2 separate regions of the Mus musculus genome follow, and region 2 is linked to region 1. Evidence: chromatin contacts called from public HiChIP or PLAC-seq data. All regions are on one chromosome and are shown on one strand. The core of a region is the stretch at or near the end of the contact, and the rest is flanking DNA. Distances in the headings are between cores, read along the strand shown. Region 1 has its middle 21 kb from the start of Ccdc167. Region 2 overlaps Btbd9 (BTB (POZ) domain containing 9).

The links. HiChIP or PLAC-seq counts read pairs in DNA pulled down with a chosen protein or histone mark.
Region 2: a contact with region 1 is called in an H3K4me3 HiChIP or PLAC-seq map of embryonic basal ganglia, with 4 times the contacts expected there. The contact joins two enhancer-like sites. A contact is called at or near these places in 2 of 39 promoter capture datasets (cranial neural crest and hippocampal neurons) and 1 of 115 datasets of contacts at active chromatin or transcription factors (embryonic basal ganglia).

What each region holds. Positions count from the first base shown.
Region 1 is chr17:29,736,645-29,739,988 of GRCm38.p6, reverse strand. No RefSeq gene overlaps it. Among named protein-coding and RNA genes, the nearest start is that of Ccdc167, 21 kb to the right of the region's middle. Within about 2 kb of position 1,463, at least 36 of the 459 cell types and tissues checked have an H3K27ac peak or open chromatin away from gene starts, as enhancers often do. A contact at or near this core is called in embryonic basal ganglia, where this site is marked.
Region 2 is chr17:30,495,818-30,499,239 of GRCm38.p6, reverse strand. All of the region lies in intron 6 of Btbd9 (BTB (POZ) domain containing 9), which reads left to right. Among named protein-coding and RNA genes, the nearest start is that of Btbd9, 79 kb to the left of the region's middle. Within about 2 kb of position 1,434, at least 42 of the 459 cell types and tissues checked have an H3K27ac peak or open chromatin away from gene starts, as enhancers often do. A contact at or near this core is called in embryonic basal ganglia, where this site is marked.

The DNA.
Region 1 (3,344 bases), core at 214-2,713:
AGAAGGAGGGAGAAGAGGAGGAGGAGGAGGAGGAGGAGGAGGAGGAGGAGAAAAGGGTTCTTTGTATATACTTATGATCAGCTAAGTTCTGTGATAATGTAATTCTGACATAAAGGAGACAAACTCCAAGCCTCTAGTTAGAGAGGGGGATTTGGAGAGATGGGGTTAAGTGGGGCAGATCTGGGGAGAAGGCTAGCACCCCAGCAGGGAGCAGGGAGCTTCTCCAGGAAGCTGCTAGGTCTATTACAGGTTCTCAGGAGAAGTGCAGTCTACCTGACTGACCACTTGTGTATTTTAGGACCTAAGTGCGTGCACAATACTTTACCCAGGCTGTTCCCTGCCCACAGTGACTTTCTAGGGCTGTGGAGACCCCAAGTACTGAATGCAGCTCAAAGCTCCCTGTGAGGTTTTCTCTGCCCCCGGTATTACACCCCCAGTTATGCAGGGGCGAGGTCATATCTGTGTATCCCCATGAGTTCTATGCCAGTGTCAGACAATTGGATAGATGGATGCATAATAGGATGAAAGAAGGAATAATAAATGGATGAATAGATAGGTGGGTGTGGGTAAGTAGGTGAATGGATGGGATGGACAGACAGATGATGGGTGGATGGATGGATGGATGGATGGATAGATAGATAGATGAGTTGGTGGATAGAAGGATGGGATGAGATGGATGGAGGAACCAGGGGGAGGGATAGCTGCATGAATGGGTAGGAAGATGGATGGAGTGAGTGAATTAATCAACGATGGATGGATAGGTGGATGGATAGAGTATGATGAGTGGATGGATGGATGGATGGATGGATGGATGGATGGGTGGGTGGAGTGATGGGATGATGGATTAAGACCTGTCTGAGCAAGCTGAAGAAAGAGAGCATAACCTCTTAGCTCCCTGGATGTGGTCCCATAAGGATGAATAAGTAATAGTGCTCTTTTTGCCCCCACTTGGGCTCAGAGAAACAATGTATCTACTTAGTTCTTCTCATTCCGGCAAAGCGGCAGAGCCAAGTCTTGAACCTAGACAGTCTAGGTCTGGATCCAAGGTATCCATTGTACATGATTTACAAAGACTCAAGCTGAGAATAAAAGTCCAAGCCTGGGAAACAGGATCAGGACACTGGAACTGCTATCTCTTGACCTCTGGTCTGTTGCTGCAGCCCCGCCCACTCACTACCCTCCACCACAACCACCACCACAGTCTGCTTCAACCCAAACAAAATGTACAGCCAGATGGAGGGACAGCGTTCTCTTCTGGAGACATGCCGAAGTGCGGGCTGACAGTAGACGTTACCCCTCTGACTCCCGGCCTGTCCCAGCTGAGTGGACTCTGGGCAGGAAGCCAGCTGTGGCTTGCAGTGCCCCTCTCTCTGCTGCGCCTCCTCCCTCTCCCGAGTCACACTCCACATGCTCAGATTCCTTTGTGGTGGGTGTTTTGATTAATTTTATTCTAATTAATTCAGTAATCTCAAGCTGTTTGCAAAATCTGCACCAAGCTCCTGCTCTGTGATGGATCTGCAGAAGCGGCTGCAGACAAGCTCGTTCAACTCTTAGTTCACTCTGTGTGTGTGTGTGTGTGTGTGTGTGTGTGTGTGTGTGTGTGTGTATCGCAGCTGGAAAAGTGGGCTGCGGGGGCTGGAGACATTGTCCCTGGCTTCTTACTGTCACTTCCTACGTGCCCTTGTGTGCATGCGTTGGGACTTGATGGTTGTGTTTGGAGAACAGAGACCAGTGTGCGTGTGCGTGTGCGTGTGTGTGTGTGTGTGTGTGTGAACAAATTAAGGAAGTCCGTTCTTTCCTTTCATCTCCTCTCCTCACTGGGAGAGGCATCTTCAAACTCCACCCACAGCTAAAATACCTCGCGCCCCCTAGTTGCCCTTAGTGTTACCTGCCAGCATGCAGAGACTTTTATGATTCCCATCAATTTATTCCTTCCCCAAAATTGTGCCAAAGCCTGGGGGAGGGGCACGGGATCTCCAGCCCTGATACCACAAGCCCAATGCAATCATGGCCACGTGGTCAGATGTCTGCCCACCTGGATTTCTCTGCCTGTGCTTGACACCCCACACACCCACCCACACCCCCACACCCCCACACCCACCCCCTACACCCATCCCCGCCATTCTGAGTCCTGAGTTCCCTTCTCTTATTCCCTGTTCCTCCACCCACTTTTACCCATCTCATGTAAACCGTATTTGATACATTTTTTCCCTTGAAAACCTATATTATTCAGTTTCTTGATAACCTTGCCCATTGGTCTCTCTCAGATGCGGGGCTGCAGAGCTGGGACCCTGGCTGGGCAGCTCCCATTGCTAAGGGCACAGATGCAAGTCTAGATGACCTCCAACATCAGTCAGAACATGAACTTCAAAACTCAGTTTTAAAAGTTCACCAGTTTGAGCTGGGTGTGGTGGTGACTCCTGAAATCTCAGCACTTGGAAGGTAGAGGCCGGAGGGTCAGGAGTTCAAGGTCACCCTCTGATACATTGGGAGTTCGAGACCAGCCTGGGCTACTTGATACCAATGAGTGTGTGTGTCCATAGTGGCACACTTCTACAGTCATAGGACTCAGAAGACTGAGGCAGGTGGGTCACTTTGATTCAACTTCCAAGCCAGACAAGACTAACTATATTGTGAGACCCTGCCCTAAAATCACAGAAGTATATAAATATATAACAACAAAACCAAAAATGGACAAGTAAGCTCTCGAGTTTCTGGTTTTCCTGACTATCTCTCCAGACCAGACTCTCTTTGAACCTGAACCCCTTTCTTTTTTTTCTTTTTTTTCTTTTTTTTCTTTTTTGGTTTTTGAGACAGAGTTTCTCTGTGTAACCCTGTCTGTCCTGGAACTCACTTTGTAGACCAGGCTGGCCTCAAACTCAGAAATCCACCTGCCTCTGCCTCCCGAGTGCTGGGATTGAAGGCGTGCGCCACCACGCCCGGCTCTGAACCCCTTTCTTTACCAGACAGCTATCCAGCTCCTGGGGACAGGGTACAGCACTTTGTCCAGTATCCAGCTCAAGTCAAGTGCTCAGTAAATATACAAGTTAGCAGCTGTGTCCAGCGAGGACCGAAGCTGTGCAGGGTTACTGATAACTCAGATCTTACTGTGACCTCAGCTGGCATAGAGTAGGGTCCCATGGGGAGTCATCTAAGCACACTGGTGACAGCTTACACACTTGTCACCCTCACCTCCTTGGCCCCGCCATCCCCTGCTTCATTAGCTTGCTACAGCCTCCCCCTCGTTTCTCTTTCTTAACGGCTGCTGCGTTCTGAACCGGAGCATCGGAAAGAGCTTTGTGCAATTACCGCCAACCCCCACCAGCCCAGATCACTGAGCCTGG
Region 2 (3,422 bases), core at 185-2,684, 760 kb before region 1:
AGTCTAGTCTCCAAGCCTGTGAGCGTGTGGATGGATAAGAAAACAGCAGCAGTAAGGAACTCCACTGTGTAAGTGTGAGAGGACAAGACGCTGGAAGGACAGTGGAAGAAGCCAGAGTGGACACACCTTTGTTGTGCGTGGCAGTCACTTCCTGTCCTGCTTGCTTTGAGGACAGTATTCTGGGGGGATGTTGGTTGATGTTAGTTCAGAACTAGGCTTGTGTACCTTCAGACGTCACCCACACTGCCTGGCAGTGATTGCTTTGACCTTTAATATTTATAGCTGGAGTGGCCCAATGTACCCTATGCACTTGTCTAATTATTCCTGGGCCTGCCTTTACACTTCTGTAGGTAATACTTGTCACGTAGCAGAGTCCTCTTAACCCTCTCATCGTCCTTGAATGTAGCTGCCTGAATATTAGATTTTTCTGGAAAACTCTCTTAATATTGCTGCCCCCTCCCCCATTATTAAAGGGAGATAGGAGGAAACAAGGTTTTTAATTATTTCACCTTACAGGAATGTGTTTAAAGAGAATGATGCATACCAGTCTCATGGTTAATAAGATGATCAGTGCTTTCTTGGTGATGATTATAAATGGTACACGTCCCCAGCTCAGGGTGCTCTCTCTGGATGCAAGGTCAGCTCAGGGGAGAGTAGACCAGCAATAAAACCAGATTACTTGTCGGCTGCCAGACGTTCTGGGCAGAGTGCCAGACTTGGTTCACCTTCTGAACATTCATCTCCCAGTATGAAAATAGAGGGCTCGGTCCCTGCAAGGAATGGCAGCAATGGGACACTTGGGCTCCTTCAGTCCAGTGCTGCTGAGGACAGTGGGGAGCGGTCAGTGTGGGCTCGGTGTCTCTGACCTCATTCAAGAATGGCAGGGTTTTTCTTCATTATGCTTCAAATTATAATTTCATAAGTTAATAATTGTTCCAAATAACGTGGGTCACATGTACACATGACTACATTCTGCCTGGTGGGAAGCTATAGGTTTAATTTTGGGTAGTCATAGAAATTCTCTGCACATTATAAAGCTATTAGGACATAACAGCTGTTTTAGATCATTTCACCCTGCAAAAGAAATGCAATGCAGACTAAAATGATCAGTAATTATGTATTTTGAAAGCTAAACCTCCAGTTATAGAAAGAGCTCATTTACACATTAGATACTGATAAAAACTACAGAATTCTGTGAGTTTCAAAGTTAGTGTTATCTCCTGTCTAAGACTAGGAAAGCAAATCTGTGCCAAGGAACATCTTTCGTCCTTTGAAGTCTCCTTTGTGTTGCCCATTGTAACCGTGGAGTTGCAAATCAACAGTAGAGAAAAGCTGCTTGATATTTTTCTAAAGGAAAGCACTGAGGGACTGTTTGAGGAGTAGGACGTGGGGTTTATTTTGTGTCTGTTGATCAGCGCCTACCATCTGCCTTGCAGTTAATGTTGTAGACGCGTGCATGCGGCTCCTGGTTCTGAACAGATGACGCGCATGGCTTGTTGAGATGGCTGTGCTTTCTGTGTGTGTGTGTGTGTGTGTGTGTGTATACCTAGGGTGCTTAAAATCACACTGGAAGTGTGAAGCACATAATGAGGCTCCACTCTGGGCTCATTTGCATATTCAGCTCCCATACCCAAAACAAAGGATCAGTGGCTGGCGCTCATTTCTTTCTGCCCTCAGATCAGCTCTAACCAGCTGTCAGCAGATAGTTTGATTAAACACTTTTCTCTGTTAGAGAACTTTGGGGCACATTCTATGTGTAAACATAGATTGATTTCAAGGGACAAATTTTCAGTGCGATTCATGGATGTATCATGCCATAAGCTGCAAAACAAAAATATTTTTCTGTAAGTTTCCTTTTTACCATTGATTCTCTAGGGTGAGAGCAAGATTCCAATTCATGATTTTTGGCTGAAATCAAGGTGGTAGATGATGTATAAGCCTAGTTTAAAGAAACCAAGTAAATTTAAGGTATGGATTCATAAATTCGACTATTTCAGGAGATTTTTAAAATTTGTAATCACTTTAAAATATGACAATAGAAATTTTACTTATCTTTGACATGTTCACTAGAACATATAGTATAGTTATCTTTTTTCTAAATATAGTTATGCATAAATGTGTTATTTGTAAAAATGTTATTTAGTGGCCAAAAATATTTGGAAAGCTGTCCAAACATCAGAAATGTCAGCCATCAGAGAAATGGATCTTAAAACTGCTTTGAGATTCCATCTCACCTCAGTCAGAATTGCTTCATCAAGACATGACTGTAGGGCAGTCCTCATATACTGCTAGTGGGGGTATAAGCTGGCACAAACATGGAAGTCAGAGAAGTTTCCTTAGACAACAAAAACTAGCCCATGCTCCAGCTAAAATACTTCTAGATAGGCCCCGAAAGACTCACAGTGCACACACCACACACCTGATGTTCCTATTTGCTGCTGCATTCAAATGCAACAGCTAAGAATGGACCAACCAGCAGATGAATGGACAAGAAAATGTGGTACCTAATACAGTGGAGCTCCATTCTCTCATAAAGAGTGAAGTCATGACATCTGCAGAAAAGTGTGTGCAACCAGAAGTCATGTTAAACAAGCTAGAGTCAGACAAATATTGTCCTTCCTTATTCTCTCATACCTAATCTTACGTATGTGTGTAGGACATTGAAGTAGAGAGGGGCCATGAATGGAGGACAATCTCTTCAGGGAAAGGAGGAGGAGGAGGAGGAGGAGGAGGAGGAGGAGGAGGAGGAAGAAGAGGAAGAGATGGCTCTGGAGTACATGTAACATGAAAGCACATTTGTGGGGAAGAAGAGGACCAGCATGTAGGGACAGAGTGGACAGAGAGAAAAGGGGAGGGAATAATAGCCAAGTGTAATGTACAGGGCAGCAAAAGTACAAAGGAGATTCCATTATGAAACCCAATAGTGTGTAAGCTAATGTTGAAAATCATTTTTATAAAGAAAATAGCATTTAGTGTGTGCTATTTCACTATCTCGTCAGTGTGTTGTCAGTCTGTTAGTACATAACAATCGGATTTATCTCTTGTAACAGTACCAGAGTATATTACTGTTAGCAGTTGTCTTTAGGATGTTTCTGTGACAGGACAGAAGGCCTTCCACATTATCTAATCTGTAAGCAAGCCGTGTCAAAGGTTATGCTCTTATTAAAGACTCCACCCACAAGTATGTACTAATGGCTTCCTAGCATGGTGTAGTAGCATTTCTTCTTCCACATTCTTCTCAACAGTGGATATTATATTTAATTTTATCAAAATGATACACAAGTCATAGTCTCCTGTTGGGCATGGTGGCTGATGCCCTGCACTTAGGTGCCTGAAGCTGGAGTTGGTTCCTGGGCTGTGGAGTCAGTTCCAGGCTGGTCTGGGCTACAGAGCGAGGTCCTTGTTTGCACAGGTTACTTATA